2 separate regions of the Mus musculus genome follow, and region 1 is linked to region 2. Evidence: chromatin contacts called from public HiChIP or PLAC-seq data. All regions are on one chromosome and are shown on one strand. Each heading gives the region's core, a stretch centred on a gene start, on an enhancer-like site or on the middle of the called end of the contact. The rest is flanking DNA. Distances are from core to core; before and after follow the strand shown.

The links. HiChIP or PLAC-seq counts read pairs in DNA pulled down with a chosen protein or histone mark.
Region 1: a contact with region 2 is called in an H3K27ac HiChIP or PLAC-seq map of thymic regulatory T cells, with 4 times the contacts expected there. The contact joins the promoter of Sema4b here to the enhancer-like site in region 2. A contact is called at or near these places in 2 of 484 Hi-C or Micro-C datasets (CD8 T cells and embryonic stem cells) and 3 of 115 datasets of contacts at active chromatin or transcription factors (embryonic stem cells, pancreatic cancer cells and thymic regulatory T cells).

Annotation. Positions count from the first base shown.
Region 1 is chr7:80,197,262-80,200,223 of GRCm38.p6, reverse strand. Sema4b (sema domain, immunoglobulin domain (Ig), transmembrane domain (TM) and short cytoplasmic domain, (semaphorin) 4B) reads right to left here and starts at 1,636. Exons shown (of 14, transcript NM_001360135.2): 1 at 1,454-1,636. The coding sequence starts at 1,571.
Region 2 is chr7:80,778,136-80,781,016 of GRCm38.p6, reverse strand. The region is part of intron 2 of Iqgap1 (IQ motif containing GTPase activating protein 1); the gene reads left to right. Among named protein-coding and RNA genes, the nearest start is that of Iqgap1, 24 kb to the left of the region's middle. Within about 2 kb of position 1,581, at least 245 of the 459 cell types and tissues checked have an H3K27ac peak or open chromatin away from gene starts, as enhancers often do. A contact at or near this core is called in CD8 T cells, embryonic stem cells, pancreatic cancer cells and 1 more, where this site is marked.

The DNA.
Region 1 (2,962 bases), core at 387-2,886, 580 kb after region 2:
TTTCGTGTGCCCTTACACCCACACACAAGCTAAGTAAGTGTTTTAAAGTGGCAGAGCATCAGTCCTGGGTTCCGATTTCAGTCATTTCTCACTTCAAGAACAGAACTCCCAAGGAGCAGCAGTGAACTCTAGAACCATCCCCACCCACAGCGAACCACCCAGTTCCATGCAGGAGTGGTCCGAGTTTAACATAACAAGAATGACAGCAAACACCCGCTGAGAGGTTTCTGTACCAAGCCCTATCCTAAGGACTTTGCAACTGGTAATGAGCTGCGCCTTGAGCAAGGCGCTAATATCCCATTTTACAGATGAAGAAATCAAGGCACAGAGAAGTTGTTTACTTAAGGTCATGTGGGAACTAAGTGGCTGAGACAGGATTTGAACTTGAGCTACCAACAATGTTTTGGATAAGGGACTGAGATCCTGTTAGGGGCCTTAACTGAAGAGCTGATTCTATCCTTTTGCAAATGGGATGCTTTTAGGGGTGGGGATGCAAATATGGAGTAGGAAGTCTGGTAGAGTTTTAGTCTGTAACCTCTAATTTATGCACTAACTCACAGTGACAGTTTGCAATTTAGAGGGGTTTGGCCAAACATTGTCTGTTGGCACCTATGTGCCTGATGCCCTCCGAATGCACCAAGTTTTATGAATTTCCCAAGATGACTTTGCAAGGTATCTAAGCCTGAGGCGACTTTGCAGGGGAGGAAGCTGGAGTGCGGGCAGTAGGAAGTACTTACTGGGCTAAGTCCCTAGAATTCCAAACGTTGAGGTTCCCTGGAAAAGGTTCAGGGGCGATCAGACTAAGGGAAGTAAAGAATGAGTGGAGGATTGGAAACACAGGCAGCCAGGGGCAGCTGTAAACCACCAAAAAAGGAATGTGGCCCACCAGGGTGATACCCTCAGGCCCCTCTAGACAGGGTACAGATGGGTCTTCGCAATGTCAGTTTCCAAGTCCCTGTGTTTGGAGTAGGGGGTGAATTCTCCAGGTCGATCAGTCAGAGATGGGCCGGCAGGGAGGAAAGACCTGGCACCCACCCGCCAAACTCCAGGCTCTGCTGTGGCTGACTGAGAATATCATAAGCCCAGAGTTTATAGCACGGCCAGCAGCAGTGCCCTCAGCCCCGTGCCGTTGGTGGCTCCAAGGCTGACTCTGGTCAGCATCAAAGACAAGTAAATGAGTAGGCAGGATGGCTGGCACCTGAGGCCCCTAGTGCCGAGTGTGCTCCCTCCGAGCAAGAGCAGCTGCAACCGAGCAAGAAAGCGGCCCTCTCCAAGTCCAGATAGAAAATGGAAGAAAAGGGCTCTCAGCTCCCTAGCTTTCCCTCCTCTTTCGCTTTGACCACAACTGCTTTCCTGGTCCTAGTGGACCTCAACCTCTCCTTTGTCGTGGCCACCCCACCAAGCATCTCGTTGCCCGCGCTCCCCTCCTTCTGCCGCGCCCCATAGCACTTACCCAGCGGCACACTGATCCGGGGGCCGAGCGCCCGCGTAGTCGTCGTCCGCAGCAGCAGCAGTAGCAGCAGCAGCAGCAGCGCGCGCCGCAGGACAGCGGAGCGGCTCGCCCGGCCCATCGCGGCGCGTGGAGCTCGGACCGCAGCAGGCAGCGGCGTCCTCCTCCGGCTCAGGTTGCTCAAGTGGAATCGCAGGCTGGAGCCCCGCCCCGCGGTTCGGCCCGGAGTCCTTCCCTCGGCCTCCGCCTCTGGACCTGGGGGTGGGCGGCAGGGAAGGTGGTCACGTGGGCCGCCGCACCGTAGGCTCCCTCTGCCCAGTGCTGCGGGTGAAAGCCCCGCGCTCTCGCCGCAGGGAGGAGGGCGCGGAGCAGGAAGTCGACGGGTAGGCGGGCCTCCTAGCTGGTCCTTGCCCAGCTCTTTCCCCTTCCTCCTTCCTGGGCGCTGAAGTACGAGGGGCGCTGGATCGAGTCACCCGACTTGGGGCACTGGGGGGGAGGGGGAGCGGAGCAGAGCCTGGGGACCTGAAGCCCGGAGACCGAGGAGCTCGCAAAGCCGCACGGACCCGCCCTCCTTCCGGCTCCCGGGAACCCTGCCCCACATGCCCCCTACCTACCCCCACCCCCGCTCTGGGAGCTGTGCAGACTCTGAGACGGAGACTGGTAGCTTTCCAGTCTTACTTCCGCGAGAGGTCTATGCATGGTCTAGAATCTAGATACTCTGCTCGGTTGTCCATGCTTAGAATTCTGTCCACGCGAAGCCCGGGGCCGGCGCAGAATCAGTTCAAGTGGGATAATTAGGATTTCACGGACTGCACTGCCAAAGAGGCTAGACCTTCCCCCCCACAACCAGCACGTGGCTGAGCATAGGAAAGGATTCCCTAAGGCTGGAATGAGACGCCAGAGGTATCCACCCGCAGGTACCCCAATCTGAAGTCAATTTGGTGGAGCCACAGCAAAGGAATAGAGGGAAATAAAGAGGGGGAGATCAACAAAGACATCAAGGTTTTGGAAACCCGTTTCAGCTTTTCCTAGGTGAATGGATAAAATTAAAAACTTAAAAATATGTGTTCATTGTTCTTGTGGCAATGAAACCACTTCCCCCAGACTTTTCTGCAGTTGTCGAAGCTACACTGCACTCGCTGCTGCCCATGTGTGCCCATGTGGGCAGTTCCAGAGCCACATCTTTCTACTCTCCTCCCCACCCCCACAGGCAGGTGGCAGTCAGAGCAGACAAGCTCTTGGATGGTCTCAGGTCTTCTTTCTTACATCCAGACTTCCCCATGCTCCACAACTCCTGTACTGTCACCACCCTGACATCCTTCTACAGTCTCGTGTCTTTTCTCATATGCCACATGTCCAATTGCACTGGTTAACCCATCATCTGAAATGTACTGTTTCTGCTCTAACTGCTGCTTCCTTTCCTCCTGTTAATCTCTTCTCAAACACAGTAGACAGAGTCTACTCCACAAGCTGTGACCTCTGACCTGTGTGTTTGTGTGTGTAACATAAAAT
Region 2 (2,881 bases), core at 332-2,831:
AATTTGTTGTTACCAAGTCATAGATTTGAAAATTAAAATTTTGGTGTGTATTACTATATACTCTAAGGTGTATGTTACCTTATCCCAGGGCTCTCAGAAATACTGTTCTTATTAAGAAATGGGAGCCTGTTTTCTCTCTCCTATAGGAGCTGCTTATCCTTTTTATCCACTCTCCCTTTTTGGGAAGAGTTCTTGGGGTGACTTTAGGTAAGCTCCCTCCACTGAGCCCCGGGTCACAGCTACAATAACTGATCTAGAGTTGCAGACACTTAGCTATTGTCTAGGTTTCATTCAGTTTCCGTTTTTGTTTTTGTTTTCGTTTTTAATTATTTAAAATGAAACATTCTGGAAGTTGGCTCAGTGGGTAAAGGTGCTTTGCTTGCCTTGCCGCTAAGCCCGACACTTGAGTTCAGTCCCTGGAACCTCCTCTTGCAAGTTGTCCTCTGACCTCCGCACATACTCTGTGGCACACACATAAACAAATAAATAAATTCAATGAAAAAAAAGATTTGTAGACTTTAACTTAGATGACATAAAATTCATTTGTAATATTCAGTGAATTGTTAGTTTTTACCAACCCAGTCAGACAGAGGACCCGTTGCTATGAGAGACACCTTTTCTGATCCAGCTCTTAATAAAATCATTTGCTCGCTGAGCAAAGTGGTGGCACACGCCTTTAATCCCAGCACTCGGGAGGCAGAGGCAGGTGGATTTCTGAGTTCGAGGCCAGCCAGGTCTACAGAGTGAGTTCCAGGACAGCCTGGGCTATACAGAGAAACTCTATCTCAAAAAACCAAAAAAAGTATAGATGCCATCCAGAGTTCTCATTTTGCTCGTTAGCCTGGAAACAAGCTTTTGTGTTTTCCCCTCACTACTGTAGAATTTTCTTTCATCTCATGCCTTCTCCTCTGCAGGCCCCTTCTTTTTATTCCTACTGCTCAGAATAATCTTTTAAAATCAAAGTTCAAAGTTTTTTGTTTTTTTTTAAAGACTGGCTCAGGTAGTTTGGCTTGTAGCTAAGGGTGACCTTGGACTCCCAAGCCCTTTTTCCCTACCTCCCAGTGCTGGAATTACAGGTGTTTGACACCACACCCGACATTAAATCAAATTTTATCCCTTCATTCCTGTTTCAAATACGCAAAGAGTTTGCACATTTTCTTTGTCTCCTTCAGCCTGACCTGTTTCTTCCTATGAAACCCCTTTTCTGGTCCCCTCAACCCCAAAGGCTTTCCCTGGGAAGCGGGCTGCCCAGGGAGCCTCCTGTGACACACAGTGCTTGCTGTCTTCGGCTTGCTGGTTTTCTCCCTGGCCTGTACCTGGCACACACTGTCGATTTCCTCAGGCCGCTTGCACACCCAGGGGTTGCGTGTAAGGGTGGTTTAATGGAATCCCCAGTATAGGACTAGCTGACCATATTTGGGAGGTTTCTAGCATAGGGTAATCCTGGCCTGGAGTTCCACTGGGCAGGATGGGTGTGGCAGCTTGAGTTTCTGCTCCTGGAGGAACTGATTCTCAGCGGTTGGGGCAGCCAGTTCCGGCATTGGTCGGTTCCCCTTCTGTATTGCACAGAGCGGGGAAACCACTGAAGTCATGTGCTCTGCAGAACTTGTTCCACTGGTTTCCTCTTCACAGACCCCTAATTCAGATTCCCACCCTGATGCTTTTCTGCATATGTATGCTCTTGGTCCGGGCTTGTTTTAGCCTTGCCACTGTAGCGTTCTGGGATAGGCACGGCTTTGTTTCCCTGGTGGCAGAATGGGTAGGGCCAAGAACTGAAAAATGTTATCAGTAGGACCAGGTAGACAAGTATTATGTAACCACGGAGCTCCGCCTCTAGAAGATTTATTTCTGGGAATTGAGCAGTCTTACATTCTCTCTCTCTCTCTCTCTCTCTCTCTCTCTCTCTCTCTCTCTCTCTCTCCCCTCCCCCCCCTCACACGCACATCCCACACACGAATATATAGCTAACTTACTTATTAACACACACACACACACCCCACACAGATATATAGCTAACTTACTTTTTTTTGTTTTGTTTTGTTTTTGTTTTTAGAGACAGGGTTTCTCTGTGTAGCCCTGGCTGTCCTGGAACTCACTCTGTAGACCAGGCTGGCCTCGAACTCAGAAATCTGCCTGCCTCTGCCTCCCAAATGCTGGGATTAAAGGCGTGCGCCACCACTAATTTATTACCACACACACACACACACACACACACACACACACACACACAAACACAAACACACACCACATGGATATATAGCTAACTAACTTATTACCACACACACACACATATATAGCTAACTGACTTATTACCCCCCCCCAACACACACACGGATATATAGCTAACTAACTACTTCCCTCCTAGCTCTTAGTGTGTATGACCTCCACTCCTCACACCAACTTTAGGAGGTGTTAGGTGTTGCTCCTGTCCGTGTTACAGACGGGAAACGGAAGTCCAGTGGGGTCAGATATCGTGTCATTCTTGCTTACTCTTGCTTCCTTCCCTCTTTGCTCAGGTAGGGTAGGGCATGTTCCTATCTTAGCTGTTGTCACCTCCACTCTTCCCAGGCCTGCTTTCTTTATTGAGTCCTCCATCTTTGTTCTTTTCTTGTAGGCACGCCTACATCTTCCTCACAATGACTGAACACACACAACCCTGGCCCTGGATTTCCCCCCATCCTGGACTGATCCCCACTCCTTCCCCACTTCTTGTACCCCCCTTTCTGTATGTCGTGTCTCTTATCAACTCATACATCTATGGAAGCGACATCTTAGACACTCGCCATGATAGTGTCTGTCCAGGTGGCGGGCCAGCAGCCTTCACCTAAAAGGCAGTCTCAATGAAGACAGCTAGGTTCCGATCACAGGGCCTCAGGAAGGC